Linked DNA regions of Mus musculus: all the other regions are linked to region 1. The links are chromatin contacts, called in public promoter capture Hi-C and targeted proximity ligation maps. All regions are on one chromosome and are shown on one strand. The core of a region is the stretch at or near the end of the contact, and the rest is flanking DNA. Distances in the headings are between cores, read along the strand shown. Region 1 holds the start of Cd248 (CD248 antigen, endosialin). Region 2 holds the start of Clcf1 (cardiotrophin-like cytokine factor 1). Region 3 holds the start of Ssh3 (slingshot protein phosphatase 3). Region 4 holds the start of Znhit2 (zinc finger, HIT domain containing 2).

Evidence for each region. Promoter capture Hi-C pulls out the DNA fragments that hold promoters and counts their contacts.
Region 2: a promoter capture Hi-C map of liver shows a contact between it and region 1, with 3 times the contacts expected there. A contact is called at or near these places in 5 of 39 promoter capture datasets (the 3T3-L1 cell line, 3T3-L1-derived adipocytes, the SN4741 cell line and 2 more), 1 of 484 Hi-C or Micro-C datasets (embryonic stem cells) and 1 of 130 datasets of targeted methods (pancreatic cancer cells).
Region 3: a contact with region 1 is called in a targeted proximity ligation map of pancreatic cancer cells. A contact is called at or near these places in 1 of 39 promoter capture datasets (liver) and 2 of 130 datasets of targeted methods (embryonic stem cells and pancreatic cancer cells).
Region 4: a contact with region 1 is called in a targeted proximity ligation map of embryonic forebrain, with 3 times the contacts expected there. A contact is called at or near these places in 1 of 39 promoter capture datasets (liver) and 2 of 130 datasets of targeted methods (embryonic forebrain and pancreatic cancer cells).

What each region holds. Positions count from the first base shown.
Region 1 is chr19:5,066,690-5,069,389 of GRCm38.p6, reverse strand. Cd248 (CD248 antigen, endosialin) reads right to left here and starts at 1,312. Exons shown (of 1, transcript NM_054042.2): 1 at 1-1,312. The coding sequence starts at 1,264.
Region 2 is chr19:4,212,825-4,215,524 of GRCm38.p6, reverse strand. Clcf1 (cardiotrophin-like cytokine factor 1) reads right to left here and starts at 1,287. Exons shown (of 3, transcript NM_019952.5): 1 at 1,025-1,287. The coding sequence starts at 1,040. Gm45928 (predicted gene, 45928) reads right to left here and starts at 1,100. Exons shown (of 4, transcript NR_132309.2): 1 at 1,025-1,100. It overlaps LOC102631992 (a long non-coding RNA gene), which reads left to right. Exons shown (of 4, transcript XR_003952884.1): 3 at 1-2,475.
Region 3 is chr19:4,267,887-4,270,586 of GRCm38.p6, reverse strand. It overlaps Ssh3 (slingshot protein phosphatase 3), which reads left to right and starts at 1,354. Exons shown (of 14, transcript NM_198113.3): 1 at 1,354-1,572; 2 at 2,002-2,042; 3 at 2,609-2,700. The coding sequence starts at 1,507. Ankrd13d (ankyrin repeat domain 13 family, member D) reads left to right here. Exons shown (of 15, transcript NM_026720.2): 15 at 38-407. The coding sequence ends at 251.
Region 4 is chr19:6,059,884-6,062,583 of GRCm38.p6, reverse strand. It overlaps Znhit2 (zinc finger, HIT domain containing 2), which reads right to left and starts at 1,377. Exons shown (of 1, transcript NM_013859.2): 1 at 116-1,377. The coding sequence starts at 1,357. The coding sequence ends at 158.

The DNA of each region.
Region 1 (2,700 bases), core at 63-2,562:
TCTGAGGCTCTCCATCCTGTGGGAAGTTGGGCCTATAGGGCAGGCCAAAGTCAGGTGGATGTGTAGGTGCCAGCCATAGGATCCCCTGTTCCTCTGTCCAGGTGCCATCAAAGTCCTCCCAGGGCTCCTCTTCATCCTCCCCTTCTTCTCCATCATCCAGCAACTCATCTCTGAGATCCTGGGAAGCCTGGGCACCCATGGCTCCTGCAGGGCTACAGCTGATACCATCTGCCTCAAGCTCGTGACCCTCGCTGCAGTAACACTCAAAGCCACCAACATAGTTGACACACATCTGCTGGCACACACCAGCAATCTGGCACTCATCCGTGTCCACGCAGCGGTGTGGATCATCCTCAGCTGGCCGGAAGCCAAGGCGACAGTGGCAGCTATAGCCTTGTGGCCCTCCAGGTTCACACTGCTGCTCACAGGGGGCCTGGGCACAGGGGTCTTCACAACTGTGCCCATCTGCTGCTAGACGGAAGCCTTCACTGCAGCGGCAGGACACAGCACCGTCCACCTCTTCCACACACTCATGTTCGCAACCCCCATTGTCAGGACCACAGCCAGTCCCTGGGCACAGCGGGCCAGTCTGGGACCAGCCCACGCCACCTGAAGGCTGTTTCACGCACAGCAGAGAAGCTCCCCTGCCAGCTTGGCACTGCACAGCTGCCACGGAGCCAAAGGGCAGCCATTCGAACTCGCTGGAAACCAGGTTGAAGGGTGTGGTGTAGACAGCGGGACCGGCCTGACCCACCTCAAGCGGCAAGGCAGGGCAGGCACCCTCAAAACCAAACTGGCAGAGGTAGCCATCGACAGCCAGTGTGCACGAGCCTTCGAGCCAGCGATGCTCTCCGCTGGCCTCAAGGGCTGCACAGCGCTGGGCTGGGCAGGGTCCTTCCGTAGCCGGCTGGGCCCAGTTGGTGAAGGCGGTGTCCTGGTCTCCCGTGGTCCATATGAAGCCCCGCAGTGGGCGCTGCGGCTGGCATTGCCTAGCCTGCCGCTGCAACCCAATCCATAGCAGCCCGTTGGCCGGCCCGACCCCCACCAGGCTGTCCACACGCTGGGCCTCCTCTGGGGTCCGCGGTGTGGCCAGGTTGCCCCCCAATTCGCGGCACGCCCGCCAAGCTTCCAGGAATGTGCGGCGCCGGGGAAAGAGCGCGTAGCAGCTGCTGGGGCCGCACGCGGCTCGAGGCTCCGGCGTCCAGGGGACCTGGCCCAGTGCGGGCACCGCGGCCACCCAGGCCAGCAGCAGGCGCAGCAGCATCGCGACGCCCCCCGACTGGCCCGGCTCGGGCCTGCCGCTGCTCTTGACAGGGGGAGGGATCAAGGCCTCTGGCGGGAGGGCCGGGGGCGGGCCCGGCGGACTCACGCCTTGTAAGGAGTGGGCTGGGGCCGCTGCCAGCTCCCCTGCTAGCTCCCCGGGGGCTGCTGGAGCAGGAAGCAGTGGGGTGGGGGGGGTTCTGGGGTGAGAGGCGAAGGGCAGAGGAGGGGGGAGGTACAACTAACGGGCTACCTCAGGCGTTACAGAGCTGAGAGTCAGGGAAAAGGGAACCTGTCTGTCTGAGAAGCATCCCCAGTCAACCCTCTGAAACTTCAGCGTTGTTTGCAGCTAAGGCAGCTGGGGTGAAGCTGTCTTCCAGAGAGACTCCCGAAAGCCGGGATCTGGATTCACCAGTATCAGTATACTGGCTGCATTCTGAGCTCAACGACTTGATCGGGCCAGCCCTTTCTCATCACACATATGTGAACGACTCCTTCCAAGCCTGGCAAGAGCATCTTCTCTGACACCCTATCTAAGGCCGCCAAACCCCAGCCTCACACACGCAGCTCTCCTGACATGCTGTGTATGCCCTTAGGTGGATAAGCTAGGATGATGTGGCCTGCTAAACGGTCTCAACGATGAGGCCCCACCCATTCCTGCCTGGGCCCTGCGTGAGAATCAACTTGATAACCTCCTTGAGAACCACCTCAACCAGACACGTATTTGATGAGCCCTTCGCTCAGCCTACCTCACTCCCAAGTTTTTTTGGCTCCAGCAGGACCAGCATTAGGGGTTAGGGAGGGGGGAGGAGGCCAAGGCCTGCTCTCTCCTTACCCTGGCTCAGTCAGGGGCCCTGGGAACCTGGGCTTAGAGCGGGAGGAGGCTGCCCCCTAACAGGAAATGCCTCTCCAGGCTTCTGCTGCAGGAAGGCAGGGTGCATGACTCTGGGCTCTGTGGAGACTGAGCTCTGCTCAGGGTGAGCACGGCTGCTATGAGGGGACCTGTGCAAGACCATGTATGGGCATGGGGACACAACAGGATAGTAAGTGTGACACAGGCATCACATTGTCCTCCTTACTCCCAGGGTCCTCTTCCAGCCCTTCCTGGAGGCCTCTGGAGGTTTGCACACTGGGCCAGGCACCCAGGGTGGCCCTGGGATTCTGTGTGAAGGATTAACCCCTGCATTCTCTTTTTACCTTTATTTATTTATTTATTTATTTTTAAGAGATGGAGTTTGCTCTGTTGCCAAGGCTATTCCAAACTCCTGGATTCTAAGTAGCAGGTACTACAGTCACCCAACACCAGGTAATCCTTTTATACCCTTGGGGTTTTTTGTTTGTTTGTTTGTTTGTTTTGGTTTTCTGAGACAGGGTTTCTCTGTGTAGCCCTGGCTGTCCTGGAACTCACTCTGTAGACCAGGCTGGCCTTGAATTCAGAAA
Region 2 (2,700 bases), core at 38-2,537, 850 kb after region 1:
CCCGGCGGCGATGGCGCCTTCCCCTTGTGTGGCCCCGGCGCCCCCGGCCCCGCCCCCCCGTTCGCTCCCTTCCCGGCGGCGGCGGGGGCGGAGGCGGGGTCCGGGCGTTGGGCTTCGGGGCTCGGCTGAGCCGCTGCCCGCTCCGGCGCGTCCACTCCCTGCCTGGCCCGCCCTCCTGCCACGGGCCGCCTAGCCAGGCAGCCGCTCGAGGGGCTGCCGGCAGTCTCGGCGCTCCCGGCCGCTGACGGACTTTTTCCTGCTGGGTCCGGCCAGGCTGCGTCTCCCCCACAACACCCTCCTGCAGTAATCACTCCCAGGCCACCGCGGGCTCGGGGCCCCGGCCACCCCGCCGCGCCTACCTGCCTCTGGCTCCCAGGCGGTGGGCAGCATGGAGGGCTCCGGCCACGCCGCGCGCAGCGTAGTAACCGGAGTCCCGTGGCGGCCCGGCCCGGCCCGGCCCGGCCCAGCTAGGTTTGCTCTGCCCTCCGCCCTCCTCTCGCGCGCCCTCCTGCCCTCCCCGCGGGCCGAGGAAGGAGTTCAGCGCGGCCCGAGGTGTCGGCCTCCCCCTCGCTTCCCGCTGCTCGGCCGCGGGCTCCCCCTCTGCCTCTCTCCCTCCCTCTTCCTCTCCTGGCCCCCTCCTCCCTTGCGCCGCGGCCCCCCCCCCACACCCTCGCTGCCCGCCTCGGACTCGCTCGCCCCGATTCTGGCGCGGGGCTCTGTGTCCGCGGGTTCCCTGGGACCCCGCCTCGCCGCGGCTCCAGGTGGCCGCCCGTCCAGGTCTGAGGGTTGTCCAGGCTCCCCGCCGCGTTCTCAGCCACCTCCTGGCTCCGCCAAGCGGACTCCAGGAATGCCGCGTCCCCACCCGGCCCCTCTCGAGGGCGCCCGGCCGTACCTCCCCAGCCCGAGCTCTGCTCCCCGGCCCGGCCCGGGCTTGGGGCTCCGAGGGTGGGGAGGAGGACGGGAACCGGATCTCACTGGTGCTGGGCGGGGGCGGAGGCCTCGGCCTCGGACGCCTGGCTCCTACCTGCTCGGAGGTCCATGGGGCTGGGGGCCGGGCCGGCCGGGCGCGGCTCCTCTCCCAGAGGCTGGCGGAGTGGGAGGGCGAGCCGCGGCTCCGGCGAAGCTTTAATAATCCCATCCGCCAGGCCCACTCGCAGGTTTTTTTCTCTCGGTTTCGCATTTTTTTTTCGGTGTGGGACATTCTGCAAACTTTTTTTTTTCTGACGTGTAAAGCTGTAACCACAAATTGTAGCAGCCCTCCCCGGGTGGGGGGAAGAGGGGGGAGGAGGGAAGGGAGGGCTTCTGGGGCTCCTCTCCCTCCCACAACACTGAGGGGGGGGGTGGTGAGGTGAGGCAAGGCTGCGACGGTACCACCCTAGGCCTCCTGGGGGAGGGGGCAGGGAGGGCATCGTCCCTCGGCAAACTCCTGAGAGCTTGGAAAGGGAGCTGGCCTTGGTGTGGGCTTCTTCCTTGGTGTCGGCCAAGGCATGCTGGCCTTCTTCCCTCTGCTCATTGCCGGGTTGAGGGTCCCTGTACCCACTCTACCTCTGCCTCTTCATTCTAACCTTCCCTCCCCCTCCCACTTGAGTAAATGCAATGACACATTCTCTCAAATGCCAGCAAGCTGGCCTCCAAGCAAGTGATGGTGTTTTTCCTGCTGCCCTTTGTCTGGGCTGACCGCCCCCCTTGCCTATTGTCCCGCCACTTGTCCCACTTCCAAAAGCTAGAGCTAAGTGTGGCGCCAGGGGCTGGGGCAGGTGACTAACCAGCTCACAATGCCCCCTGAGGAGGGGAGAGGGCACCAGGGCCCAGCTTCTCAGTCAAGTTCACAAGGGTTTTCATTCTTCCCGGTGACCAGGGAGAGTGCACATGGGTGGGGGATTTGTAATTCATTAATCAGCACAAGGCACCGGACCAGTTTCAACACCAGAGGCTTCACGGGTGACTCAGCGGGAACTCGAAGATTCAAGGCCATGGATAGACCCAGCATCCCGTTAGTGAAAAGCTTCCCCATCGAGACATTTGGCATCCTCTTCCCTTTGGGGGTTTGGGTTGTTGGTTTTTCCGGTGGTGAGGTAGGGGTGGTTTGGCTAAGAGCATTCTCCCTCCTTCCCCTCAGGCCTGGGTTGGGACTTTCTGAGTGGGAGACCTAGGGGACCCATAAGCCTAGACCCTCCCAGGAGGGTCTCCTTTCCTCCTCCTTCCTCCCTCTCCAGAGGGCTGCCAGGGAGAGCGAGGGAGCATGAGAGCTAGTGCAGAGGAAACAGCTGTCATCTGGGGCTTGGAGGCAGCCCCATTCTGTGATTTTTCTTGGGGGACAGTCATTTGGTCCCCAAGTCTTGGGTGCTTGTAGAAGCATTCCACCAATTAAGTCATCTGATAAGTTGCTGTGTTGTTTCTCTGTAGTCTCACCAGGGGTAGATAGCGGTGGCAGCCAGCCGTGGAAGGTGATGCCTGTCTCTGGAATGGCATGAGGTATTCACCCCCCCCCCCACTTCTGCTGGGACCCCTGGGAAAGGAGGGCACTCTGCCAGTCCAACACAGCCCCTCCAGCCTGTGGGTCAGCGTGGGCATCAGTCATGGCCAGTGCTAGTTTCCCAGGGCGGCACTTCCCTGTTCTGCACTGGAGAACTGGGGTGGGGGGGTGGGGGGGTTGGGAAAAAATTTGTTTTCAATTACCTCACTGGAGTGGGACAGACT
Region 3 (2,700 bases), core at 105-2,604, 800 kb after region 1:
TCACTGGTCTGCTCTCCCCTCAACCCTTACCCTGAAGGGCCCTGCAGGAAAGCCTACAGCTGTCCACAGAGTCCAGGGGTCCAGAATCTCCTCAGAAGACACCTCCATCCCCTGCACCCCCAAGCTTTGAGGAGCAGCTTCGCCTGGCCCTGGAGTTGTCTTCAAGGGAACAGGAGGAGTTGGAGCGACGGGGTCAGCAGGAAGAAGACGACTTACAGCGGATCCTGCAGCTGTCACTCACAGAGCACTGAGTTGCCTGGCCTTGGGACGGCTCCCCAGGGCCATGCCTTCTGCCTGGTTTTGTAATTTATTTATTTATAAACTGTCTGCTGCTGAGCTTGGGACCTGGGCACTGAAGATAGGCTAGCAGTGAGACTGAGGTGGAAATAAAGAGACCATCAGCAGTAGGCTTGCTGTCCTGCGTGGTCTGGAACCAAGGGGACACTGGATGGGGTTACTGATGGGTAGTCCTCGCTGGAGCTGGCACTGAGCAGCTTTGGAGCCTCCATTTCTACAGCTAGAAAATAAGACCACTTCTCACGGGGCAGGAGTTCCTGGAGATTCTGAAATTTCCCTGGATGCTACCCCAACCCCAGGTTCTGCCTGCCACCCAGCCTGATGGTCCATACTCCCGCTGGGCTGGGTCTTCCTATTCTACCTACTGGGGGAAGCTCCCACCTCATCCCCAAAACTCAGGCACAGGTTCCCCCTGTTTCAAGTATTTTCTACCAGAATGAACCTTTAAGCAAGTCACTCTCTGGGGAAGGGGCTCAGCCCTGTCCTAGTCACCCCTAGGGTGGACCTGAAATGCGTACAGGTATTGGGGACTATTGCAAAAATTCCAAAAAGGCCTTCTGTTCTCCCAGATCTTCTCAAGAGTAGAGGAATGACAGCCAAGCAGAAAAGAGAGCAAGTTTGGAATGGGGTGGTAGATTTAAGACCCATTGCCTCCCAGGTATGGTGGCGCATGCCTCTAATTCTAGTGCTTGGGAGGCAGAGGCAGGTGGATCTCTGGGTTTTAGGCGACTTGCTCTATATAATGAGTTTCAGGTCTGTCAGCTACATAGTGAGACCCTGTCTCAAAAACAAAACTGTTGCCCTTGCTCCTTCCTTTCCAAGAAACCATAGCATAAACCAAACAGTGGGGGTCCAAGTCTTACTGGGTGCAGCAAGAAGGGTTGAAAGCCTTCTGTGGGCAAAGCGACCAAAGCAGGGAAAGTGAGGTCTGGGCTCACCTGCGCCACGCCCTTGACCACGCCTCTAGCGCGGTCGGGGCGGGGCAAGCTGAACCGAGACCGCAGGGGCGGGGCCGCTGTCGCTCGGTACCAGCTCTACGCGACCAGACTGGTCATGAGTCGGGCCCTTTAAGGGCCGCTCCCGAGGAGGTGCCAGGCCCTGGTGGCTCCAATCTCTTCTTCCTGGTTGTGCGAAGGCAGGGACTGACCGTAAGGCTGAGGGAGGGGTCGTGCCGGGTGTTCGCCCAGGTGTTCCGGGCCTGCCTACCTTATGGCGCTGGTCACAGTGAGTCGCTCGCCGCCGGCAAGTGGCCACTCCACGCCTGTGGGACCCACGGTGAGTTTAGCTTGGTTTTACGCTCTTACAGTTGGCTGCCAAGGTAGGCCTTAGGGAGCAAGTCCTGCCCCTAGCAGACGGCTGGGAGTAGGCGGAGGGGGACCTTGAGTCTCACGTTTTAAGGCACTTGGGAGGCCCTGAGGCTCCCAGGAGCTCGACGTAGGTAGATGCGGAATCCTGAGAACCGCCCGGGTCTGTTGAAGCCCAGATCTGCCCAAATACCTCCCACACTCTGCAACCCCCTATCCTTGCAGCACTGCTGTACCTGGACTTAGGCCGGGTTTCTCTGGGGCCTGTTGGAGGGGAGCGGCTTCAGAGGAAAGAGATTTCTTTTCCACCTAGCGCTCCCTTGTAGGAAGAGGAGAGGCTTTTGGGTGCTTCCTGTCCTGGAAGCTGCTCTCTTACTCTATTCCCGGGCTGCTTTCTCAGCAGGACCGAGTGGTAAGACGCAGAGGCCGGCTCCAGCGCAGGTGAGTTCTGTCTGACAAATGCTTCCTTATAGCCTGTGGCCTAGCTGCTGCCATTGTGGACTCCTGATGTCTTGCTTGGACCAAGGACTCACTTAAGTATTGTCAGATAAACTCATGCTTAGGTGGGAGGCAGATGCTGTGGGTGGAGCTGGCAAACATCACATCTCTGGCTTGTGGAAGAACCAGCATGGTTAACTTAGCCCTGGCCAGTAGATGCTTTCACACATTACCTGGACCTTGGCTCGCCCAGTAATCCCAGGACCAAGGGCAGGATGGGACCTGAAGGAGTATAAGTGCTTAAACAAGTTTATAGCATCTGAGTCCACCCCGAAAAGGAACACATTCCAAAGGTGCAAAACAAGGTGAGGAGGAGCCTGAGAGCCCAAGGCTGGCTCTAGGTGCCTACCGCTATCAGGGTCCTGGTTACAAAAGTGCAAACTGTGCCTCACTCCGGCCCATCTGACTCTGGAGAGCGGGCCAGCAGCCCACTTCCGCCAGCCAGGGGACTCAGCCTCCCTAAAGTTTGAAAACCTATGACCTGAACCATGTCCCCATCGCTCTGCCAGGCAGAGTTTTGCGGTGCTCCGAGGGGCTGTCCTGGGACTTCAGGATGGAGGGGACAGTAATGTTGCATCTGAGGCTGACTCTGAGCCAATGG
Region 4 (2,700 bases), core at 128-2,627, 990 kb before region 1:
ACTGTCCAGGTGGGTGACAGATCAAAGTTCCAGGGTCATCCTCAACTACACAGTAACTTCAAGAGAAGCCTAGGACAGGGCACTATCTTTACGGAAAAGGCACTGCTGACATTCGGGCAGACCAGACACATCTTTATTAATGACATGGATACCCAGTTCAGCCAGGGAGTTCCTCAATGAGAGTCCTTGGAGTGGGTGGCACTGGGCCTCCCCAAAGCCGTTCTAACTCTCCAGTAAGCGTTGCCATCTCCTCAGCTGTCACAGCATGGGCTCGGTGGGCTCTGGCACAGTCTAGCGCCAGGGGTGTGAGGGCAGCCTCGTTTTCGTTGGTCCAAGCCAGCAGGAACTGGCACTTCTTCCGAGCCCGGTAAAGTCGATCTCGCTCTCCACCAATCACAGCCTGCTTCCGGGCTCGTCCCAGGGTCTGAGCTAGGTGCCCCAGTGCTGTCAGAGTGTAGCCTTTCTGATTGACTGGACCCTCGCCCAGCAGGATTCGGGCAACTTCTTGCATAGCACCCCGCGTACCCAGGGGCCCAGGTGGGTGCTCGCCCGCTTCCAGTACGTGGGCTGCGGCCTGCAGGGCTTCCTCTGTAGAGCCAAAGACTTGCTGGGCTCCCAGGGCCCCAGAAACATCGAGCAGGGTGGCACAGAAGTCAGAGAGTAGCGCGTCGTCGTCCCCTCCATGATACAGGGCGAGAGTATGAGCGTAGGCGAACAGCACGTTGGGCAGCTGGAAGCGCACCAGCGGCGATGCCGGGCTGCGGCTCAGACTGGCCAGTGCTGGGATGCGAGCAGGCAATGCTAGCGGTCTGGCGGCACAGGAGTCTTCAGCAAATGGCTCTGCGGCAGCGGCATCATCCCCAGATTGCAGCGCGGTCCTCGCAGGGGCGGGCTCCGGCTCCGCAAGATCTCTGTTCGCGGCATGATCCAGCTCCTCCAGCAAACGTGGGCCGGTGCCGCGGCCCCACCACCAGGGCCGCCACGGAGGCAGAAGGCGTCCGGCTTCGCCACGGCTCAGCAGCCGCTCGAACGCCGCCTTCTCAGCCGGCGTTAAACGTTCCCAAAGTCCAGAAAGGCCGCCCGGCCGCGCCCCGGGCCCGAGGCCTGCTTCCTCGGGCTCATCCTCGGCCTCGCGTTGTTCGCGCAGCCGGCGTAACGCGCCCGCCAGACGGCTGGGCGAAGCGCTTCGGCCACGGAGCTCTCGCAGCACTTGGTCGCGGTAAAAGTCTTCGGCGCAGGCGCCGTGCGCCCGGTAGCAGCGCAGCGAGCAGTAGGGAGCATTGCAGCGCGGGCAGGTGTAGCGCGCAGGCAGCGCTTCCCCGGCCGGGCAGAAGCCGCAGAGCCCAGCGGGCTCCATGGAAACTGGTGCCGCCTGTCCCGTATCAGCTCCGCCACTTCCGGCGCTTCTTTGGTTATTTCCGCCTTTATGTGTGGGGGTGGTTGGCGGGCGTGGCCTCCTTTCCGCACATTTCCGAAACTTCTCGGTAACTTTCGTGTCTCCAGTACTTCTTTGAGCAAGCGCAGAAGTCGTCCAAACTCTTCCAAAGGAACAGGTTTGCTCGCCGAATTTGGGAAAATCATGTCGCTAATCCCAGTTTGTTCTTTATGGTTGTACCAAATTGTACAAAAATAAACTACCTTTTAAATAACAAAACTAACCACCACCACCACCAAACAACACACCAGGGTCTTAGCAGGGCGTAGTGGCATACGCTTTTAATCCCAGCGTTGGCAAAGGTAGTCTGATTTCTGTGAGTTCCTGTAGTCAGTGCTTTCCAGGATACAGCTACATAGTCATGCTCTATCTTGAAAAAAGAAAAGGCCAACAAAATAATAACAACAGGCCGGACAGTGGTGGCGCACGCCTTTAATCCCAGCACTTGGGAGGCTGAGGCAGGCGGATTTTTGAGTTACGAGGCCAGCCTGGTCTACAGAGTGAGTTCCAGGACAGCCAGGGCTACACAGAGAAACCCTGTCTCGAAAAAATATTATTGATAATAATAACAGACAAAAATAAATGAATAAACCCGACATGTTTAACAAATCTGGAGCTCAAAATACGTAACACGTAAGCATATCAAATTGAGGCCAGCCTGGGCCTATGTGAGACCCTGAATCAAACAAACAAACAAACAAAAAACAACAAAACGATAACGAGGGGCTGGAAAGATGGCTTAGCAGTTAAGAGCACTGACTACTTCCAGAGGTCCTGAGTTCAAATCCCAGTAACCACATGGTGGCTCACAACCATCCATAATGAGATCTGATGCCCTCTTCTGAGGTGTCTGAAGTCAGCTACAGTGTACTTACATATAATAAATAAATCTCTTTTAAAAACCAACAATGTGGGCTGGTGAGATGGCTCAGTGGGTAAGAGCACCCGATTGCTCTTCCAAAGGTCCCGAGTTCAAATCCCAGAAACCACATGGTGGCTCACAACCATCTGTAATGAGATCTGACTCCTTCTGGAGTGTCTGAGGACAGCTACAGTGTACTTACATATAATAAATAAATAAATCTTAAAAAACAAACAAAAAAAAAAAAACAATGTTTTCCCTCAAGTTGTGTTGAAATTTAGTTTGTATTGTTAAGCATTATGAGGTCTATAGAGGGGTAGATGGGTGATCTGCCTTAGTGGATCATCTATAGGGCATGCCTGTAACAAAAACACTAGTGCCGTCATAATGGAAAGTGAACCAA